Regions from separate parts of the Mus musculus genome. Here region 2 is linked to region 1. The links are chromatin contacts, called in public Micro-C maps. All regions are on one chromosome and are shown on one strand. The core of a region is the stretch at or near the end of the contact, and the rest is flanking DNA. Distances in the headings are between cores, read along the strand shown.

Region 1 (4,853 bases), core at 562-3,061:
TACCTCCAAATTCCTTCCTGCCATCTGAGAGGAGGTGTAGATGAGTGCCTGCAGAACCAACTGTGGGGTTACATTTGTCTCACTGTATTTTCTGGTTACTTTTAGGACCGTTAAGATTCCAGATTCTGCAGACGGGCTTGGTTTCCAGATCAGAGGCTTTGGACCTTCAGTTGTGCATGCGGTGGGAAGAGGTGAGACATTCTTTGCTGCTGCATCCAGAAGTGCACCAGCAGGTCCTTTGGCTCTTCCCTGTCCAACTGAAGGGAGTCCTCAGAGTGCTAGGAATGGACCCCTTTCACTGAAGTAATGCATGAAAAGGACATTCTGAAAATCATACATCAAAATAAAATCTCAAACTTCAATCTGTATGTCCTTTCTCATGTCTACATGGCTAGTACTCAGGAAAGCCAAGGTAGAAGGATTGATTTACGTTCTGACACTAGCTTACTCAGGCAAGAGTGAGACCTTTCTCAAAAAAACAAAAAGGAGATGGGAGAGATGGCTGCATAGGTGAAGTACTGGCCCCCAAACAGAGATTGTGAATTCTGATCTCTAACTCTCACATTAAAAACAAAATACAAAACAGACCTTTGTGTGCTAGCACTCAGCTTTAATCCCAGCTGGGGGGAGGGGTGGGCACAGAGACTCCAGAATCCCCTGGGCTTGCTGGCTGTCTAATACAGTCTGAAGGCGAATTTCAGGTGAGAAACCTTGCTAAAAAACTGGTGTACTCCAGGAAAATCTTTGGCCCTCGACATATGCATACACACACACACACACACACACACACACACACACACACATGCCTGCTCGTGTGAATGCACATATAGCCACATACAAGAAAACCCCATGAACAAATAAATAAAAAAACAGCCCCTCCCAAATTCTCAATTATATTATTATTGTTACAAATCTGATTGAAGAATGACAACCTCAGTCATGATTATTTATTTATTTATTTATTTATTTATTTATTTATTTATTGGTCTACTTTGGTTTAAATTAATGATTTTAAGGTGTTCTATTTGTGTTTTTCTTAGCATCAAATAAAATTTGGGGCTTTGTTCAATAACTTAAAAATGAGAGTTTTCAAGTTTTGTAGAGAGTTCTGGTCTTGATACCATCTTGCAATATATTTCCTTCAACGTTTTCCATTGAGTCCTCAAAAAATTTCATTTTGAAATTCATTCTTAACCAAGTAATTTTAGTGACTAAAAGCCTACTTATTCTTATGAAATTATTTGGAAGGCAAATAAAAAGCTCTTGCAATCTGTATTTTTATATCTTTCTGACACCACTAAAGGGAGTAGAGATTTCTGAGTGTTGCACAGAACAAATGTCCTGGCTGCTGGGGCAAGAAGGGCCTTTGTGAACAGGGAAAGTCTCACACTTATGTAATACGGGGAAGGTCATATTTGTAGTACTAAGAAATTAATACATCACCATATGGTCACTCAAGCATGAAGCAGAGACATTTTGAAAGGGTGTTTCTTTCAGAACCAAAATTGTACTATAAAATTAACCAATGCATGTATGATTCAAAAGTAAATGTTCTTTCAAAAGAAGTAACGTTCCACTTAGATTTCCACAATGGGTAAACATTTAATGCCTTTCCACATTTAAAGGTCTTTCAACACTGGAACAGACATGTACTGAGCTAACACATATATGGTTTCTGTTTTTACTACCTGTGAGGGAAGTTTGTCTCATCCTTGGGGACAGGCACTGCTAGCCTAAATGCATAGAGCAGTGTGCAGAGGTGTAGTCCTTCACTGACTTCTGAAGTGTGTGGCCTCTGCTGACTTCTGAGTGTGTGGCCTCTGCTGACTTCTAAGTGTGTGGCCTCTGGGTTCATGGTTTTTGTTTCTCAAATGGGAAAGTCTGGGAATGGGGAATCTTTTGTGTTTTTGGTCTCAGGCTTTTTTTTTTTTTTAAACCCAGTGGTGATTCATTATCAAGCAAATTATGCCCCAAGAAAGGGCCACTGTGGTCATTCTTGCTAGTGTTGCTGCTCCCAGGCCACTAGAGTTCAGCCTTGGATCAGTCTGAGCACCTTCCTGGCTCTTTCTTCAGAATAGCTGGAGAGAAAAAGCAACAAAATGAGACACCAAAACACATCTGCCCTGCTGTCTGCAGGCTTCACAGAACTATATGTCCTGATGTCATCTCTGTCCCCATGAGCCCTTCGTGCTTCTCAGCCATTTTTTTTTAAACAGGTTCTTGCCCTGCTGGCTCTTTCTCCTTCTCACACTTGCCTATGTCTCCCAAGATACACTTCTTCCTTACCTCCCAGACACTCAGGCTGTGAAACATATGTCCTTCATATCCTCCAAGTATAATAAAGTTCAAACTCCAGGGATGACTCCTGAGAGGGGGTCACTCCTCTACTTATCCAGTCTATCTCACATGTCCCCCCACCCTCACTAACTCTAAGCTTGCACACAAATAGAACTGCTTATGGCCGAGTGCTTTTCCGAATTAAAGCATTACTCACTGATGAAATATTTGCCTTACCTAAGGATTAATTCAGTGTAGAAAAAAACATTTTTAAGAATTAACCTTAGAGGGGACTGAACAGAGAATAAAGTGTTTTAAGTATAAAAGTTTTTAAATCTGTTTATGATTCTTTTATCAGTATATTGTTTGCAGGGGGAATATTTTCTACTGTATGGTAAGTTTTATGGGCATTGGTATAATGTGTGTGTGTGTGTGTGTGTGTGTGTGTGTGTGTGTGTGTGTGTGTTTGTGTTGGAAAATCTTAAGTATCCAGTTAGGACATGCCACTTACATATTTGCTTAGGTACATTTCCATAGGTACACAGTTATGCACCTATAGACTCAAAGTGAATGGATGACCGATAATTGCTTAATTGTTCACACATTCTCTGGCTCCCAAACTCCCATTTACCTTCAAACAACCAGTTGTGATTGCTAATTGACTTGACTTTTTTCCATTAGGAATTGCTCTATTTAGGCTAAAGAGATGATTCAGTTGAAGTCCTTGAACTGTTTGTTAACCAGAGTTTGGATTTCCAGCAATCACATAGAAAAGCTAATATCTTCAGTGCACCCCTATAATTCTAGCACCGGGGAGGCAGGAGCAGGATGGTGTCTGGGGATTGCTAGACAGCCAATCTAGCTAATAATTTTCCCCCAGGAGGGGTGGTAAAGCCTGACTCAAAAAAATATATGGAAAGGTAATCTAAGAAATGCTCTTGTCTATGTATGCAAGCACACACACACACACACACATACCACACACACACGCGCGCACACACACACACACACACACACACACACACACACACATACTGGCAAATCCATACCCCATACACTTATATACACTCACATGAACATGCACACCCACACAGAAAAAAAAATGTCTGCAAGAGTTTTAAAGAATTAATTTTATATGTACATTAAATTATTGGCTTTTAAAAACAAAAGTAATTATTTTAGTACCTATGGATTTAGTAAACTAAGTAAAGTGCATGCTTTTGGTCTTTCAGACTTTTGTTTCACTATAGATTTAGAAAGTTAGATTGACTCGACATAAGAAAGGGAAATGGCTGATCAGCAACTGAAAGGATATATCGCTATGTGCTATTCCCTCCAAATAATCCTTTCGGAGACAGTGGAATAGTCTATTAATCACAGTCTAGATCACTGGTAAAGAACTGGTAGGAGTGAGGGCCATTGCTATCTGAACCAGATTCATCAGGAATATTTTAGTTACGCTTTGAGATGTTTAAACGTGCTTCCATTGGTCTGCATCTGATAAAGATGAATCCTTTTGCTGACATTTGACTTTGACAATAGTCCTCATTGATATTTAAAGGTACTGTGGCTGCAGCAGCTGGCCTTCATCCAGGACAGTGTATTATCAAAGTGAATGGAATCAATGTCAGCAAAGAGACACATGCCAGTGTCATCGCACATGTCACAGCCTGCCGGAAATACAAACGGCCAATGAAGGTAAAGATGAGATTAGAGTTCATTGAACACTTGCATGAAATTCTTAGGGGTGTCACGGACTAGTGCACACAAATTTGGTTTCCAATTTTCTTCTAATTTAAACACAGGACCGTGAATCTCATTATGACAGATTTATCTTATTATTCAATCCTAAAGTACTAGATGTGTTTAAATAGTTGTATTTTGTCATTACATTTTATTTTTGAGGTCTTATCACTTATTTAAAAATCTATTCTGAGGCATCGTTCTTTCTTCCCTCAGTCCTTCTCTCTCTTTCAAATCCAATTGTTCCTAGATGTTGTATCCAGATCCACATGAAAGCTAGATAAGCTCCTCCCTCCGTCCTTCTTATTCGTAAGGGTTTATCAATATTAAATCTGTAGTTATGAAGTATTTTCTTGACATACTTTAGAATATAAAGTGATCAAGAGTGTATAAATATACTCTTTGTAACAAATCTATGAGAAAATCTAGATTTTATAGAATTAAGTTTTAGATACAGTTATTTAGGTAAATGGATTTAACTTTAAAAGAAAATACCAGAATATAATTGGCCTGTGTTTAAATTTTTAGGCACTATCCTTAGATCTGTTAAATACTTTCAGAAAATGATATAAGCACATTCTATTTTTATCTAAATAATACATTAGTATTGGCCTGGTTTTGGTCTTTCAGACTTTTGTTTCACTATAGATTTAGAAAGTTAGATTGACTAGACATAAGAAAGGGAAATGGCTGATCAGCAACTGAAAGGAAATATCGCTATGTGCTATTCCCTCCAAATAATTCTTTCGGAGACAGTGGATCAGGTTATCCAACTAGAGGCATCAGGAACCTTTATGGGGAGGGTCAGGTGTCTTCCTTACTCTGTGTGATGA
Region 2 (5,329 bases), core at 98-2,597, 180 kb after region 1:
AGCCCCTTTAAGGTGTTCTGAAAATGAGATGGATTCTCCTGTTTATCTTGGACAACCTCTTGAAGTTTTTCAAAATTTACCGGCTTTAAAGCTGCTTTTCTCAGACCCACCAAAAGACATGTAACAAACCTGTCCCTGGCTAGAATACCACCTGCAGAATTATAATTCCACTGAGGATCCACGTCAGGTACTGTCTCCGATCAGATTGAATATGCTCTATCTGTTTGATGAATCTCGTCTGCATGTGCTCTCACTTGTTCCCAAACTTGCCCGAGTTCCTCAGGAAGCAAATTGTTAGTAAGTATCATGTGTATATCATGAGAAGTCAAGCTGTACAACTGAGTGATATACTGAAATTCTTTGATAAAGGCAGAAGAATTAGAAGTATAGGAGCCCAATCTCTTCTCTATCTGAGAAAGTTCGCTCAGTGAGAAGGGAACGTGTACTCTGATCAGACCATCTACCCCCACAACTTCCCTTAAGGGAAGGACAGTCGCTGGGTCGGATTCTTCCAGGGGTGGAGAGTTTGGGGTTTTGGTCGTGGCCTTACAGCGAGTGATAGGGCATGTGAAAGTAGGTGCTAGGAGGGACCTGCAGTTGGGGCAGAAGGAAGAGAGCTGGTGGCAGACCCTGGGGAGTCTCGGTGGGGGAAAACTGAGGCAGCAGTTTGGGTTCTAAACGGTGCAGAAGCAGGTCTATGGCAAAAAGGAGGTGGTTCATATGCTGGGTCCAGTATTGTGGTATCATCTAGTGGGAGTTGTGCAGGATTCGTGGCTAACAGAAGTTGAGTTGGAGAGCAGAAGAACACATAGCGGGGTTGGGACGGAGATGAATGAAAAGATTTTACATAGATAACCTCCTCCTATTTACCGGTTTGCTGGCAGTATGTGTTAAGATCGTTTTAATTTTGATGCCTTTAAAGGAGGCATCAGCTTCAAAGACTTAAGATGTTCTAGGAGACATCCCAGCAGTGTATCTGGGGGTACGTTTAAAGATACGTTATTGCCCATGTTCTGAAAGTTCTTGATGTTCGTACTGGCGTCCCGAGAACAGTTCAGAATCCAAAAAGGAAATCAGCCAGGCTAGAGTGCCCAAGTCGTCATGACTCTAGTGGCTACCCAGGAGGTCCTGGACTTACTGTGGAAAGTGCTCCACCCTGGCCAGGGGTTTCAGCCGGCTGCTAGGGCCCTGAGGAGAGAGAGCAACTTTCGGGAGAACAAGATCCAGATGGGCAATGTCTCCGCTTCATGTCAGCTGGAACGCTAGCTCAGGCAGTACTGGCCAGGCTCTGCTCCGGGACCTGGAGGCCTTTCCCCCACTGACAAGCCCTACCAATGGTATGCCGGTGTCTGCGTCGGGATTTTTAGCGAACCAGTGAATGGGAGCGTGGAAGCCCAGCCTATAAGGCGTGCGGAAGTGGCACAGCTCACTTAGTTTAAAGTTTGTGGGTCCCTCGGCAGCGGTGGGTCACGTGGTGGAAATGGTGGGCAGTGGCGCCCCTCCCCCACTGGTCTTTGTGTGAGTGCCAAGCCGTTTCTCAGGCTCTACAAAGCCCTAATGACAAATTGGGGTACCATCTCCTTTTAATTTGTTTACACTTTGTCGGCAACAAATCGTTTTTGTTAGCTTTTACATTTTAATTAAAATATAAATGTATCATTTTCTGCATTTCTTTCCTCCCCACAACCACTCCCATGTCCCTTCCTCCCTATCAAATTCATAGCTTTTTCTTTCTTATTATACACACATACAAACACACATGTATGTGTATAAACATGCTGTTCCTGTTAAGTGCTGCTTGTATGTGCAAGATATTTCAGTTTTCACTCCTTGGCGTAGCTGTCCAGCAGCTTTGGGTACCTGAAAGAGAGGCTGGAAATGAAAAAGCCCAGGTGCATGAGAGAAGGATGAAGCCAAAACAAAGGTTTATGATCAAGGCTCAAAGTTTAATTTTCTGTGAAAACCCACAGCCTCATCCTTTGTTTTAGCTGGATTGAGTTGCAAAGCAAGCTCTCCAGGCAGTCTACTCCACAAAACTCTGGTAGGGAATTGCAAATGTGGTGAGGCCACATGCAACTAAAGCCAGATTGTAAAACCATCAGGGATTTGTTTAGCTTACTCAAGGCTGAGGGGGAGGGGACACACCTTGGTATTAGAAGGCTCAGCCACAGGAATGCCTGCTTCCTCTTCCCTCAGGCAACATCAGCTGCCTGTAGACTCCGGTTAAGAGTCCTTGAGATTTTCCTCTTCCAAGTTAATTTGTTTATTAGTGTTTTCTTTTGTTCTTTTTTTCTTCTTTTTTCCTTTTTTTTTTTAAGATTTCTTTTTTTTTTAAATTGGATATTTTCTTTATTTATATTTCAAATGTAATCACTGTTATGGGTTTCTCCTCTGAAAAACACCCTCCCCCTATTCCCTTCCCCATCCCCCTGCTCAGCAACCTGGCATTCTCCCACCCTGGGGCATAGAGGCTTCACAGGATGAAGGGCCTCTCCTCCCATTGATGTCTGACTAGGGCATCCTCTGCTACATATGCAGCTGAAGCCATGAGTCCCATTATGTGTACTCTTTGGTTGGTGGTTTACTCCCTGGAAAATCTGGGGGTACTGGTTAGTTCATATTGTTGTTCCTCCTATGGGGCTCCAAACCCCTTCAGCTCCTTAGGTCCTTTCTCTAGCTCCTTCATTGGGGACCCTATACTCAGTCCAATGGATAGCGGTGAGCGTCCACTTCCGTATTGTTCAGGCACTGGCAGAGCCTCTCAGGAGAGAGTTATATTAGGCTTCTATCATCAAGCACTTGTTGGCATCCACTACAGTGGCTGGGTTTGGTGATTATATATGGGATGGATCCCTGGGGAGGTGGGCAGTCTCTGAATGGTCATTTCTTCAGTCTCCATTCCACACTTTGTCTCTTTACCGCCTTCCATGGGTATTTTGTTCCCCCTTCTAAGAAGGATCGAAGTATCCACACATTGGTATTCCTTCTTGAGTTTCATGTGGTCTATGAATTGTATCTTGGGTATTCTGAGATTCTGGGCTAATATCTGCTTATCAGTGAGTGCATATCACATGAGTTCTTTTCTGATTGGGTTACCTCACTCAGGATGATATCCTCTAGATCCATCCATTTGCCTACATCCATTTCATAAATTCATTGTTTTTAATAGCTGAGTAGTTCTCCATTGTGTAAATGTACCACATTTTCTGTATCCATTCCTCTGTTGACAGATATTTGGGTTCTTTCCAGCTTCTGGCTATTATAAATAAAGCTTCTATGAACACAGTAGAAAATGTATCCTTATTACATGTTGAAGCATCTCCTGGGTATATGCCCAGGAGTGGTATTGCTGTGTCATCAGGTAGTACATGTCCAATTTTCTGAGGAACCTCCAAAATGATTTCCAGAGTGGGTATACCAGCTTGCAATCCCACCAGCAATGGAGGAGTTTTCCTCTTTTCCTGTACCATCTCCAGCATCTGCTGTCATATGAATTTTTGATCTTAGCCATTCTGATTGGTGTGAGGTAGAATCTCAGGGTTGTTTTGATTTGCATTTCCTAGATGACTAAGGATGTTGAACACTTTTTTTTTAGGTATTCCTCAGTAGAGAATTCTTTGTTTAGCTCTGCACCCCATTCTTAATAGGGTTATTTGTTTCTCTGGAGTCTAACTTCTTGAGTTCTTTGTACATATTGGATAGCCCCCTATCTGATTTAGGATTGGTAAAGATCCTTTCCCAATCTATTGGTGGCCTTTTTGTCTTATTGACAGTGTCTTTTGCCTTACAGAAGTTTGCAATTTTATAAGGTCCCATTTGTTGATTCTCTATCTTACAGCACAAGCCATTGCTGTTCTATTTAGGAAATTTTCCCCTGTGCCCATATCTTCGAGGCTTTTCCCCACTTTCTCCTCTATGAATTTCAGTGTATCTCGTTTTATGTGGAGGTCCTTGATCCACTTGGACTTCAGCTTTGAATAGTAGATGTATGTTCTTTCCAGTTTCTTTTTGGAGGCACTGAGAGTTATGTGTTTTCCTCTTAGGACTGATATCATTGTGTCCCATAAGTTTGGGTATGTTGTGGCTTCTTTTTCATTAAACTCTAAAAAGACTTTAATTTCTTTCTTTTTTTCTTCCTTTACCAAGTTATCATTGAGCAGAGTTTTGTTCAGCTTCCATGTGTATATGGGCTTTCTATTATTTATGTTGTTATTGAAGATTAGCCTTAGTCTGTGGTGATCTGATAGGATGCATAGAGTTATTTCAATCTTCTTGTATCTGTTGAGGCCTGTTTTGTGACCAATTATATGGTCATTTTTGGAGAATATCATGAGGTGCTAAGAAGAAGGTTTATCCTTTTGTTTTAGGATAAAATGTTCTGTAGAGATATCTGTTAAATCCATTTGTTTCATAACTTCTGTTAGTTTCACTGTGTCTATGTTTTTCTGTTTCCAGGATCTGTCCATTGATAAGAATGGGGTATTAAAATCTTCCACTATTATTGTGTGCAGTGCAATGTATTCTTTGAGCTTTAGTAAAGTTTCTTTTATGAGTGTGTATGCTCTTGCATTTGTAGCATAGATGTTTAGAATTGAGAGTTCATCTTGGTAGATTTAACCTTTGATGAATATAAAGTGTCCCTCTTCATCTTTTTTGATAACTTTAAGTTGAATGTGATTTTATTTGATATTAGAATGACTACTCAAGCTTGTTTCTTGGGACCATTTGCTTGGAAATTTGTTTTTCAGTCTTTTACTCTGAGGTAGTGTCTGCCCTTGTTACTGAGGTAGGTTTTCTGTACGCAACAAAATGGTGGATCCTGTTTATACAACCAGCCTGTTAGTCTATTTCTTTTTATTGGGAAACTGAGTCCATTGATATTAAGAGATATTAAGGAAAAGTAATTGTTGCTTCCTGTTATTTTTGTTGTTAGAGTTGGGGTTCTGTTCATGTAGCTGTCTTCTTTTAGGTTTGTTGAAGGATTACTTTCTTGCTTTTTCGAGGGCATAGTTTCCCTCGTGTTGGAGTTTTCCCTTTACTATCCTTTGAAGGGCTGGATTCGTGGAAAGATATTGTATAAAATTATTTTTGTCATGGAATACCTTGGTTTCTCTATATATGGTAACTGAGAGTTTTGTTGGGTATAGTAGCCTGGGCTGGCATTTGTAGTCTCTTAGGGTCTGCATGACATCTGCTCAGGATCTTCTGGCATTCATACTCTCTGGCAAGAAGTCTGGTGTAATTCTGATAGGTCTGCCTTTATATGTCACTTGACATTTTTCCCTTACTTCTTTTAATATTCTTTCTTTGTTTTGTGCATTTGGTGCTT

Evidence for each region. Hi-C and Micro-C count contacts between places; a contact is called where the count stands out from the background.
Region 2: a Micro-C map of embryonic stem cells shows a contact between it and region 1, with 4 times the contacts expected there. The contact joins two enhancer-like sites. A contact is called at or near these places in 1 of 484 Hi-C or Micro-C datasets (embryonic stem cells) and 1 of 9 other capture datasets (adipose tissue).

The regions. Positions count from the first base shown.
Region 1 is chr1:11,149,705-11,154,557 of GRCm38.p6, forward strand. Prex2 (phosphatidylinositol-3,4,5-trisphosphate-dependent Rac exchange factor 2) reads left to right here. Exons shown (of 40, transcript NM_029525.1): 19 at 106-191; 20 at 3,839-3,975. Among named protein-coding and RNA genes, the nearest start is that of Gm24173, 18 kb to the left of the region's middle. Within about 2 kb of position 1,812, at least 7 of the 459 cell types and tissues checked have an H3K27ac peak or open chromatin away from gene starts, as enhancers often do. A contact at or near this core is called in embryonic stem cells, where this site is marked.
Region 2 is chr1:11,328,309-11,333,637 of GRCm38.p6, forward strand. No RefSeq gene overlaps it. Among named protein-coding and RNA genes, the nearest start is that of A830018L16Rik, 83 kb to the right of the region's middle. Within about 2 kb of position 1,348, at least 103 of the 459 cell types and tissues checked have an H3K27ac peak or open chromatin away from gene starts, as enhancers often do. A contact at or near this core is called in embryonic stem cells, where this site is marked.